Regions from separate parts of the Triticum aestivum genome. Here region 1 is linked to region 2. A link is a contact called in public Hi-C data. All regions are on one chromosome and are shown on one strand. The core of a region is the stretch at or near the end of the contact, and the rest is flanking DNA. Distances in the headings are between cores, read along the strand shown.

Region 1 (6,518 bases), core at 1,307-3,806, 190 kb after region 2:
TGTTTTGCGCGATGGTTCGGTCCGACCAGGAACACTTGAAGACGTGTGATTAAGATCCAACGGCCATCGCAGGTGTGTCCTCGAGACGTCTAAAAAGTGCAGTAGTGACGTTACACTTTTTAGAATTTAGTTTTTTAAATATATATACTTAAAATAGTTGGAAGATTAAAATGAAAAACGAAAACAGAAATGTGAAGAAATAGAAAAAGACAAGACAGTGGACTCCCCGCCCGCTGGACAGCCCATTTAGGCAGGCGCCTGGTTGCGCTGGCTTGTTGGACCGGCCAATTCACGAGCTCCTTTAGACCAGAGCTGAGTAGCTGAATATGTTCACCTAAAAAAAGAGTAGCTGAATATGTCTTGCTTCCCATAGTCACTCCCTTTAACACCAGGCAATTTCTATTTGACGCTTCAGGTGCCCATTACTGTGTATGTTGTAAACGGGTGCCTGAAGCGCCCCGTGCTGGACCGACCCATGTTTTTTTTTCTGTGTTATTAATTCGACAAAAAAAGCGTGCTAGTTGTGAATCAAACAACCAACCTACCTGATCGAGGTAGGTTGGTGTAACCAACCCGCCACCCAGTAGGATCTGGTAAGTTACAACCTTTTACTTCTTTTATTCTTCCCTTTTTCATTTTTCATTTTTTTCTTTTTCCTTTTTTGTTCTTCCTGGTTCGATGAATTGTTTGCAAATGTGTGAACTTTTTCTTCAAATCAATTATCTTGTTTTGAAATCTGATGAACTTTTTCAAATTTGATTAGCTTTTTTCGATTTTGGTTAACTTTTTTTAAAGTTGATGATTTTTTTTTCAAATTTGATGAATGTTTTCTAAAACTCAATGATATTTTTTTCTAAAGTTTATGAACTTTTTCTCATTTTTTATGAACTTTTTTCAAATTGATGATCTTTTTCAAAACCCATGAACATGTTCGAATTGATTATTTTTCATTTTTTATGAATATTTCATTTTATTTTTTCAAATGCGATCGAGTGAACCCAGAGGAAATAAAATGACGAACCAACGTAGTTGAATGCATCCTCATAATAGTAACGAAACCGGAACTATCAAGAAGAAGCACAACCGGAAAGTAAAAAAATCGTCAAAATACACTGCGCCAGCAAGAGATCGAACACATGACGTCCCGCTCGGGAAGTCTAGAACTTAACCAGTCGAGCCGATAAGTTCTACTGGTTTGCAAGTACCACGAGAGTTTAAAGTACGGGACAACTTTTGAAATTTTTTTGAACAATTCAAGAAAATCAAGAACAAAAAATAGAAAATTCTGAACAAAATTTGACAAACATGAAACCCTTTCTAAAACCATAAACAATTTTTGAAATTCAAACAAACTTTTCAAATATGAACAATTACTGAAAAGTTGAACAAAAATTTCGAAATTCCAAAAATATGAATAATTTTTAAAATATACATTGAACATTTTTGTAATATAAACAATTTTTAAATACATATTAAACAGTTCTGTGATATATGCCAAATAAATTTAGAATAAATTGAACATATTTCCAATATACGCTAAATAATTTTTAAATACATACGGAACAATTTTGTGCCATACACCGAACAAATTTAAAATATACATTGAACATTTCTGTATTGTACGTTGAACTAATTTTGAATTAGGAACAAAATTTTAAAACTATGAATATTTAATGAAATCATGAAGAAATATGGAATTTGAAACTTTAACAATTACATGTACATTGATTTAGACCTAAAATCCAAGAAAATACGAAGTGACTATTATAACTAAGAATTATAATGAAATTTCTTGGAAGCACGTCTTCACTACGTCAATCTCTACTCGAAGAAATACTCTAAAGACTTCGGTAAAGAGGCTGCAATTTGACTGGAGCAACGATGTTGTCACTTTTTCACCCGCACAAACATTATCTATAATGGTTTTTGAAAGTGCCTTGAGTCGCCCATCCAAAGAGATGGGAAGCCTTGGTCGATGAACGTACTTGGGCCGGGGATGATCTTGTAGAAGTGCAGGCCGTCGAATCACTATATCTTCACCTCGATAAAAAGATTTCATCTTCACAAAAAATCAGACCAACAAAAAAGATTTTGACACAACAACATAAACTCATCTGAGAGAACAAAAAACTCTCTAACCTCATGGCACTGTCAAAAGAACGAGAGAAAATTTATTCTTACAAAACTATCATGATCACTAGACAATGACGAAGATCATAGAGCTCTTCCGAGGTCCCCACCTCTCAGCGTCAAGAGAACAGTCAAAGGCGGACGGACCTAAATTTCTTAGACGATGATGACGGCCGCGCAAGAAACCCTAGTTGACGACGGCGCGCGTCAAATAAGATCCGCCCCTTAACACCACGCGAAGCGATGAAGGGTCCCTGTTTCACGGGCCAAGACCAAGCAGGCCACATTAACAGTCACCCGAGAAATAGTCCACAGCCCAGGGTAACGGAAAGCCTGCTCCACAGCCCCAAATGGCTGAGATCGTTTCGAGTGAAGATCTGGCGGCTGAAATTGCCTGGAACGGGGGAGCCCTGATTGCTCGTCATTTCTTTTTTTTCGGAACAAGGTGCTCGCCATTTTAGCGCCGCATAAACTTGGAAGGAGATAACAGGGACATATAACTCTGGACCGAACTCCTGAAACAATCAAGAGACACACACAGGTCTAGCAGATCCAGAGCCGAAGATGAGCGGGGTGAAGAAGGTGACGGACGTTGCGGCCAAGGCCGGGAAGGCGATCGACTGGGACGGCCTGGCCAAGATGCTCGTCTCCGACGAGGCCCGGAAGGAGTTCGCCAACCTCCGCCGCACCTTCGAGGACGTCAACCACCAGCTCCAGACCAAGTTCTCCCAGGTATCCTCCCAATCGCCGCCGGTCTCATCCCTGTCTCGCGCTCGGCTGGTCGATCTGGCAAATGTGCCTAGGGTTTGGTCCTCGGTCAGATCAGATCAGGGGAATCTTTACGTTTCGCTAGTCAACCGCGGTTGCGCCTGGGATCTGCTCCTGGGGCAAGAGGGATTTGCAGATCCATGAACACGGGACAATCAAATCTCGGTTTCGCCTTTAGGATTTACTTGCCCAGTTGGTTTAGTTATTGAACTATTGAACGATTTAGGGATTTGATGTTAGGATTTGAGAGGAGGTCGAGACATGAGCAAGAACATTTGGGGGAATTTCTGGATGGATCGTTCATCCGGCGTCTCTCCCTATTGTTCCTCTAATCTTTGGTACATCTTACATTTACTCCCTGTAGAACTACGTATTCCTAAATCGCTATACACCCTAACATTACTGACAGGAAAAGGCGTGGCTTATTTTATCTCTCTTGTAATCCAAGCATTGATTTTGAACATGAAATTGCAAACTCTTGTGAGGTTCTGTCTCAATAGAGGCATATGCATGGATGAACCAAGTAGCCTTCTTTGGCATGTTATATGCTTGTAAAGTTTAACCCTGTTTGTTTGTAATCTTTGAATTCAACTTGTGTATGGTAGTCTTATGGCTACATATGAAACATGGATCGCCATTTCTGGCATATCGACTGGTATGAGAGATCTATATCTATTGCTACTGCAGGAACCAAAGCCAATTGACTGGGAATACTACAAAAAGGGAATCGGATCGAAAGTTGTGGATATGTACAAGGAGGCTTATGATAGTATGTGTATTTCGTACACTCCATCTACTTGCATTTCTAGGAAACCAGTGTGCTATAAATTTGTAAACAAGATGGTTTTGATTTAATATTGGAATTTTAACTAGTGGATGATATGTCTTCCAAAGATTAAGAATTAGGATACCAACTGTAACTTGCTTATAGTTCAAAATGCTCCCTTCACAATATTATAGTAGTGTTGTATACTTCATGTATGCATTCTAATACATCATGTTTTAGGTTTCATCTCCCTTCTTGAGGGTGTCCCTAGCAATATGTTGTATGATAGTGTTAGGAATTTCAATCCTGCTATGTATTTTGATTTATTCACACCAAATGATTTAGCATTTAGTTTTTGCTACTTTCCAGTATGGCTGTTAGTCTCGCTAGTCTATGCTCATTCAATCTGTTTAACCTCTCATTGATACACCAATCAACGGAACTAATGCAGGCATTGAGATCCCAAAGTATGTTGACACTGTCACTCCTGAGTACAAGCCAAAGTTTGATGCTCTGGTGAGGATTCACCATTATAAATATGCTTCACTTTCCTGTTATTCCCATAGACACCTTCTTTGGTACAAATTGGATATCCACTGATGGCTCTTCCATTCAGATCCTTATGAACTTCCTTTTGAAAATGCATAGTTAATTGAAATGAAGGAAGCAGAGAAGACATCTCTGAAGGAATCAGAGAGGATAGAGAAGGAGATTGCTGAATTGAAAGAGATGAAGGTGAGGTGGATCTTTGACAAATTTGGTACCAGTTGCTTTTACATTCATCCTAACATCTTGTTTACGCATGCAGAAAAAGATCAGCACAATGACAGCAGACGAGTACTTTGCGAAGCACCCTGAACTCAAGAAGAAGTTTGATGATGAGATCCGTAACGATTACTGGGGATACTAGATAACGGCGAAAGTCCAAGTTCTTTTACTAGAACATTCAATAATACTTATTTGTCCCTCTGGAATCTCATCATCCATACTTGGGTGAATTCCATAACATGTGGACTGGGCTTGTTGAAATTCCAACATAACTCTTATCTTTGTGCTTTCTGTTGGACCTCATCATTTTAAGGGTTGCCAGCTTATTTCAATGAAATTTTGTCTCTTTAACTTCTGCTCCTTTGTACAAGAGGATTTCTGCTATGGCTCGATTCCTCCATGTACCTTGTTGTTTGTCAATGTGCTCATCCTTGATAGACACCGATCTTTAGGCTGGGAGAGGAGTTAACCTAACATGTGACATGTCTGTAACAACATTGTGCATTTCTGATGACTGAAACGTTCTTAAATTCGCGAACTGCAATGACCCCCTGTTGGCTGGCTTCCCAAGAAAATGGCATCCAGTAATTGAGTGCAATGATGCATACTACTTCCTCCGTTTCTAATATAAGTCTTTTTAGAGATTTCAATAAGGACCACATATGGATGTATATATATATTTTAGTGTAGATTCACTCATTTTGTGCTTTTGTATGTAGTCCACATTGGAATCACTAAAAGGACTTATGTTTAGGAACGGAGGCAGTAGAATGGAGCGCTGACATGAACTGGTGCTGTAAGAATTCCATCAGTGATTACAAATTTCAATGTGACTGGTGCCGTTCCAGAATCAATGTTCAGTGAGACGGTGGTTCCAATACATCCACCCATATTCTGAGCTCAACAGAACAATTTCCGCTTGTTTGGGTCCCCTAATTTCATTTCATTTGGTAGGGATATTGGCTGAATCCAGATCCCAAATCCAAATTTCATGTTTGGCTGGCACTACTGTTTAGAGGTGAAATCCTTGCCAACACCAAAATGAGGAACAATATAACATTGAACCTCTACTGTTCACACATACAACAATGTTTTGCTTTAAACTGAAACTTGCCAGTACATACTCCCTCCGTTCGGAAATAACTCCTTGCGTCAGTTATTTCCAAACGGAGGTCGTAGAAAATAAAGCAAAAGGAGAACTTTAACATGAGACTTTGTAAAAAGTTCAATATTTGCAATGCAACAAAGGTTCACAGCAACATCAAATGATGACAATTTAGCCAAGGTTACATTGAATCTGAATATTTCCATTCCTAATACCACGGAGGAAGATTTTCATTGCTTGAGAATCTTTTTGTCTTCATTCTTTCCTTCATTGCCGTACTTTGCCCAATATTTGATGACCTATTGCCTGTAGCAAGGGTTTCTTTGTTTTCCTGCAAAATGTGATTGGAAAATGTTCTCACAGTGTACATGCAAACAGGCCATGAAGACAATGGTATTGATGGGAACTGTAGCTTGTAAGTAATAATGGTGACTCTAGCGACTCAGTACATTTCTAATATATACACATGATTGTCATATATTCCTGGGTAGCATTATTCAATATGCCTAGCCATGTAGCTTACACAAAGGTGTAAGAAGAAGATCACACGAAAGAAGATAAATGTTAGAGTATGTAATGGGCCTAGTGGCCTGGGCTGGCGGTATAGCCTGTTAGTCTTAGGGTTAATTAGAGATAATGGTCGCTTGCTTAGGGGTCAAGTAAACCTCTCTATATAAAGAGAGGAGATGTATCAATCTAATCAAGCAAGAATTAAGAAGGAAATCCCTTCCCTCTTGCCCGGCCGTGGGCAAAAAGGCCCCTGGCCGGCTCTCTCGCGCCCTCCTTCTAGCAGCGCCATAACAAATATTTTGGTTAGTAACTCTGTATTCAACATGTTGTTTTCCTTTCAAGTATCTGCGCTCAATACTAACCTTCTTTTGATTTATTTCCATCTCAATATCATCTCACGGGCCAAACACGGCTACACAAGCTGTTATTGTTAGCAATGACCCTTTTATTGAAGGGGTGATGAAACATCCT
Region 2 (6,952 bases), core at 1,560-4,059:
CTGAACACCTCAGGGACAGATCAAAGTCGGAGAGCATGATGTGCCCATCTTCACGAACAAGTATGTTCTCAGGCTTCAGATCACGATATATAACCCCCAACATATGCAGATACTCCAATGCTAGGAGAACTTCAGCGACATAAAACCTGCAAAGGGACATATAATACTTATGAGTTAAATAACTTGAAACATGATTTTCAGCTAGAAATTCAAATGCAATACTTCGATGAGATAACACATAAACACCACAGCTGAAGTTACTTACCTAGCAGCGGCTTCTGAAAAGCATCTAGTAGGTTGCTTCTGCCTTAGGACATGCAGGTCACCGCCTGGACAATACTCCATCACTAGGCAAGACAGATTATCTGTCGTGAAATAAGAATACAGGGTAGGAAGAAACGGGTGGTCAAGCATTTGCAGTATCTCCCTCTCGGTTTGAGCCCTCAGCATCTTCTTCCGGCTTATTAGGTACTCAATGTCCATAACCTTCAATGCAAACATGCAGTCCGAACCCACCAACTCAGCCAGATACACGGTGCCAATATCTCCACATCCAAGCTGTTTGAGAAGCTTGAAGTTCTTCAATCCTAGGCTCCCTTGTTGGATCGCTAAGCGCTTCATGGCTTCCCATCTGACATCTTTTGACATGTGAGGCCTGCTGCCATTAGCACTGAAGCTACCATAACTATCTTCACTGATGCTGGTGCTTGTGCTATAGTCACCGATGCTGCTCTTTGAGCTTTGGGAGCTTTCACCCTTTTCCTTCGACCTTGACAATTCACCAGGCTGTGAACCAGGGATCCCACTGACATAGCATCCTTTGCCAAAATCAACTCCTTCGGCACCGAGAGAGCCATCAGCGCCCTTCTTGTTGGTTGGTGCTGGGGTTTTGGGTTCATCCTGAAGGGCCTCCTGTTGCTTCTTACTGTGAGAACCGGAACCTTTCGCTTCGCAATGCTTCTGGGATGCCACTGCTGCAGCTGGTTCTGGTTTAACCTTCTTTTTAGTGGAGGATTTGCCGCGAAACACCAGGCGTGAGCCTCCTACTGGAACAGCTCGTGGGCTAGATGCTTTTGGAGATTTACCCTTTCTCTGTTTTGCCAGAGCTCTTCCAGCAGAGGGATCTTCGCTTGCCTCCAGTGACTTATTACTGATGACATCTTGGATACTGGTTTTTTGGACCTTGGCCTTGGTTGGAGAAGCTGATCGCACATGCTTGTTAGCTGAACCCTTGCCGTGCGCCTTTTTACCTGATTCAACCAACTTAACCGATGAACTTACTACAACCTTGTCAGGCAAAGCAACGGCCTTCTCAACCTTGCTCTTCCCATCTTGGTCCTCGTCTGTTGGAACCACAACAGAGGCATAAAGCTTCTTAATCGCCCCAGATTCAGGAGTACTCGACACAGCGGCGGGCTTCGACATCCTCTTCATGGCGGCCATCTCCGAGGCCTGGGAGATGCACATCTTCCTGAGGGCCTGCTTCAAGCTCACAGACTCCACGATCTCCGAGCTCGACATCGGCGCCTTCCCAAGCGCAATAAGCCTCTTGTCCGTGCTCGTCTGACCAGAAGCCCGCGCCGAGGTGCGCACATTGAACGATCTGAGGAGCCGGTCAAGGTCATCCTCAACCGAGCACGACCGCCCCCCATGCTCCTGCCCCACCGGCTTCACCCTCACCCTCAGGTGGGTGACCCCGCCCGGACGGGCGTCTTTGGTCTCATCGACCAGCTCGACTATCTCCGGGCACCCTGAAGAACCCATCCTCTCCAGCACTCCCACCGCCTCCAGAAATGCTCCCTCCTAGCAGAGTATTGACTTGCGGAGCTTTGCAAGCAGCAACCGCATCTGGGTGGGTGGTGATGTGCTGCGCTTCAAGTTAGGACCGTTGGTGCCTGCAGTTTGGCGGACAAAAGAAGCGGCTTTCCCGGATCAAGAAGCGGCATCACGAGCCCTGCAAGAGAGTAAGCATAAACTGGATCAGATGGTGCGGGTATTCATTTCAGGCACAAGAAAGAACCTTATTAGCACTAGCATAGTGGAGGAAAAAGCGTAGGAATCTGAGGCAGAACTGGAGCTTGAGCCGATCTTGGTGCCCTTGTACTCATTATCATCTCCCACTAGTCACCCCCTTCCCCACCCCTAGTTAAATTTAAAAAAAAAACTAAAGCAAAAGGGACATAGATGCGGTAGGTGAGGTGGGGTTTCGCTCTCTCCTCTCCCTTTTTCGTAGCGAACTGATGCAAGATCCGTAAACCTCTGGACGGCTTGAGGGACAAGAAGACGCAAGCACCAGATGGGCAAACAAAATGGGGGTACTTTGAGCCAAGCCAAAGGCACAAACGCGCAGAGTCGAAAACAAGAGAGAGGTAAAGAACCAGATTTGTGCACGAGAGAGAGAGAGAGAGAGAGAGAGAGAGAGAGAGAGAAGAGAAGCGGGGGATTTGGATTTTGGAGCGGGAGAATCTTACCGGCGGGAGGACGGCGGCGGCGACGGAGGCGAGATTTAGGGTTTCGAAGCAGCGGCGGCGGCGAGCAGGGCAAGAGGCGGCAGTCAGCTTGAGCAGCAATGCGCGCACATCTCGCGAGGACGCAAAAGAGGAAGACGAAATGAGAGCGGCTGCCTCCCCTCTCAACACCTAGGATGGGCTATGGAAGTATGGATGCCGCTCCTCCCTCGCTGCCACGCTCACCAAACTCACGCACGGTGCCCCCTCTCTTTCCTATCCTCTCCCTCACTCTAGCCCCTCTCTCTCTCACTCTAGCTATGGCTTATGGCTACGCGAGCGACGCGCCCCCACCGCAAACCAATAAAAACACGCACCACCACCACCCCTACCCTAGGATTTACGCCTGTTTATTTATGGCCGCTATTTATTAATGCTGCCTGTAGCAGGGCGTAGCGTGCCTCCCTTTCACGCGTCTCTCTCCTCGCCCTTTTCCGTGTCTCCCTAGCCAGGGGGAGGGGAGGGGATGGGAGGGGCTTTTCTTTTTTACTTTTCCTTTTCACGACTTGTGTTATCACGCTCGGCGCCGAAGAATACGACCCGGATGCAGAAAGCAAACTGTAGTAATTTCTTTATTTAAACGGATTCAAAGCTACCACTACAGAGACCTAGCCGCAGTAGTGGATGCAATCGCAGCCAGTAGAAGATGGTACTACTACTGGAGTAAGTGGGGTATAGTAGTAGTGGTAATCTGCTTGTTATATTCGCGGGAGGCGAACTGATTGTGCCGTTACCTGCGTGGTCCGTCACGTCAACAGCGCTGCGTCATGTCGTGCCGCCGCGGAGACACATGGTGACCACTTCACCGCTGTATGTATTGTCCCTAATCTAACCGTGGGGGCGCACCACTGTATGTTTGTGTGCCGAGCGCCTGGCCGCCGCAAAATTTCGTGTTTTGACTTTTTTTAAAACAAAATCAAGATCTGACCCCGGTTTGAAAGATTTTCGGGATTTGACCCTTTTGCTACCGCCAGGGCCCCTGGCGGTAGGGTGTGACGGAGGGGGATGGCGGCCGTCACCGTGCGCTGACGTGGATAAGTACCTTACCCCTTACCGCCAGGGGCTCTAGCGGTAGGCTGCTGGCGGTAAGGTGTGGCAGGGTTTTGCCGTACAGGCATTCTGTAACGAAAATATGCAAGGGCCCTGGCGGTAGGTTCATCCTCCTGTGTTCTGCCGTATAAAGTTTCTGTAACGAAATATGCAACTGCCCTGGCGGTAGGTTCACCCTACTGCCAGGCACCCTGGCGGTAGGGTCCTCTGTTTTGTTTTTTCTAGTTCATTTGGTTGCTTGTTTTCAAATTCTATATGACAGCAATATCACAGCAAGTTTCACAAATATGACAGCAATATCACAGATTTTAAACAATTAAACTTGGACATTACATAGATCCACATTAGATAACTTGAAGTCCATATAACATTTCAAACGAACTTCAACTAATCAGTAAACGGAGTTCCACATAGTAGCAAACACATAGATCCACAAATACCAAACACATAGTTTCACAACCACTAGACAAGTCCAACCAAACGAAATTCAACTAAACTAAAAGAGCCAAGTAGCGAAGAGCATAATCAGTTGCTCCTTCCCCTCTTGGAGGTACGGTCCTCGTTACCCTTTGAACGAGTCTCTTCGGTCTTCTTCTTGGGCAGTCGAGGAACCGGTCTCTGGAAAGGGTCCGGACTCGGCAAATCCTTCTTCTTCGGATTCTTCTACGGCAGTTGAGATGCTTGAGATGTTTGAGTTGGTGGAGGTCCATAATCTTCATCGTACTCCTCCTCCCCTTCTTCATGTGTGGCCTCCTCCTCCTCATCCTCTTCCTCCTCCTCCTCCTCCTCCTCCTCCCCAACCAACCTAGACGACGAGGGAGCATGGCTCGATGAGCCGATGAGACCCTGTGTGGCTACAGGCTGATAAGCTTCAAATGACCCAGCTCCAGCACACCCAAGCAGCCCTACCAACTTGCGACAACGCTTCACGAACTTCTGCACTCACAATGAAACAAGGTCATAATAAGTATCGGATCGACTGATTGCAAGTGAACAATATGCATCTGTTCCGAGGAGGCTGAAATTGTACCTTCATCGTCCCCCTCACTTTGTTCTCAGATTGTATGCTCCCGGGGAGATCACCTAATGCATCTGAAGCTTCAAAGATGCATCTGTTTAGCTCACCAGACTGCAACGGCATAAGTCAGTCACGATGACGAATAAACTAATTTAAATACAACCGTCGGTTCAAACTTACCACTCTGTTGATGAGGGGTGCAAACTCCCTAAATCCACTGTGCATGTCTCTGATGCCGGTCTGGTAGGCCTCTTCCTCGGGGTCATCCCTCTCCAGCTCCGTGATGTCTTCCACCGTCCACCGAGGCCTGGGACGAAGACGGTCCTTCTGGCCATCATCGTACCACCTCATGTCTCGGCCCAGGTAAGCATCCCAGTCAGTCACTTTCCTCTCCACGTCTTTTCGGTACCTCCGTTGGTCTCACGCCGCCACATGAATCTTATGCTCCTCTCCCAGTCTGTGATCGACTGATTCTTCTGCCGGCTCATCCTGCAAGGCATAGGCAAGAGATCATCATAAGAAGCAAGAAACATGATAAGCGTAATGAAATCATGGGCACGGAGAACAAAGCGCTCACAGGCGGAGCACGTGGCCGCCGATATCGGTGGGCTGGCCCGGTGGGGTATGCTGATAAATCCCAAACAGCATGGCCACGCGATGTGGCAAGTGCCACTCGACGGCGTACACACAGATCATGGGCACGATGCACCGCCAGAGACCACGGTCCGCATCGCACATCACGTTCAGATCAAAGTCCCACTCTCGGTCTTGTCGATACGGCCACCAGTTTACCTATTACATATACATTGGTAAGTTCGCACTCTCGGTCAAAAGTGGAATCAAAGAGAAAGGTGTTGAGCGAGTTCATATACCTGCGTATGCGTCAAAGCGTCCAACTCGTTGGTGTAGGTCTTGCACGAAGTCTTGTTTAGGCCCGTGTAGAGTTTGACAAAGTCCCACTCGTAAGCTACGGTGGGGTTTCAAGTCTCCTCGCCATCTTCGCTATAGTCTTCCCATGGGCGTCTTGGCATCTTCTCCGGACGCCCCACCGGCAGCCGCTCCCACATCTAAATGGAGAAGGCCCAGACAAAGCCACCCATATTGGACTTGTCTCCCATCCTCTGCGTTGCGTCGTCAAGTTGCAAAACATCAAATGAGGATCAGATATAAGAAAATGTCATGGACAAACTTTCGTAGGTAGGTAGGCAATTAGACACTCTCTTACCGAACGGTATAGGTAGGCGAGAGATGCGGTCCCCCAACTGTACCCTGCTTGCCAGTCCGCTAGGAAGAACAGATACGCCCAGTTGGCAGAGTTCTCGGAGCTGTCTGGAAACACGACCTCCAACAGAATATACCACAGATAGGCCCTCGCGTACAACTCCACAGTCGCCTCATCTGCGCCTTGGGGGCATGTCTTCCGGTGCTCCGAGAGCCAGCTCAACGGCACACCCGATGTACGGTTACTCTTGGCAACGGGGCAGTCGCCGATGAGGGTGGTAACCCTCTGCTGCCAGTTGGTCCTCTCCACTCGACCGGTGAGCGCATGACCCTCGATCGGCATGGCAGTAATCATCCCCTAGTCCTCGAGGGTCACCGTCATCTCCCCGCATGGCAGATGGAAAGAATGGGTCTCCGGTCGCCACCGGTCAATCAGAGCTGTGAGAGCTGCGTGGACAAGCGTCGGCGGCTGACGCTTGAACTGCAACACGAAACCCAACAGACGGGCTTTCTTGAAGAGCGGCGCGTAGCGATCGTCGTAGTCCATATGCCCATGAACCCCATGACCCCTCATGCGCAGTGGCTGGAGCATCTGTCAAAAAGTGAACGCCAAAAGTTAGGAAATTATTTTCATCAATCCGAAAAGTTTGATCAATATTTCATTCATATCACTTACCTCTCCGTTCTCTATGAACCGGGCACGATGACCCTTGTCGAATGCCCAGTCCAGCATGAAGTACCGTGGGCCGATGTTGTCCGCAAGAGGTGGCCGACTTAATAAAATTTCATAAACAAAAGCACCATAAGCATAAAGCATACATAAACAAAAAATGAACTCAAATCATATCAACATGCATCATATCAAAATAAAATTTTAAGCATATTCCTCCAACAACATCTACTACGCATGATGGATCAAATCATATCAACATGCATCATATCAAAAAAAAATCCTCCAACATACATCATATCATCATATTTTTAAATATTTTTTTCCAAACAACATCTTCATATCATCATATCAACATGCATCATCAAACTAGGGTTCATCTTCACACTAGATCATATCATCATATCAACATGCATCACCAAACTAGGGTTCATCCTCATATCAACATTACATCATAATTTTTTAACAAAAAAATTTATGAACTAG

Evidence for each region. Hi-C and Micro-C count contacts between places; a contact is called where the count stands out from the background.
Region 1: a Hi-C map of leaf shows a contact between it and region 2, with 10 times the contacts expected there. The contact joins the promoter of LOC123053231 here to the promoter of LOC123053228 in region 2. A contact is called at or near these places in 2 of 5 Hi-C or Micro-C datasets (both in leaf).

The regions. Positions count from the first base shown.
Region 1 is chr2D:375,807,860-375,814,377 of IWGSC CS RefSeq v2.1, forward strand. It overlaps LOC123053231 (ATP synthase subunit d, mitochondrial), which reads left to right and starts at 2,557. Exons shown (of 5, transcript XM_044476678.1): 1 at 2,557-2,862; 2 at 3,586-3,667; 3 at 4,116-4,180; 4 at 4,313-4,399; 5 at 4,473-4,787. The coding sequence starts at 2,695. The coding sequence ends at 4,574.
Region 2 is chr2D:375,619,002-375,625,953 of IWGSC CS RefSeq v2.1, forward strand. It overlaps LOC123053228 (serine/threonine-protein kinase D6PK), which reads right to left and starts at 2,810. Exons shown (of 3, transcript XM_044476673.1): 1 at 2,472-2,810; 2 at 266-1,954; 3 at 1-146. The coding sequence starts at 1,764.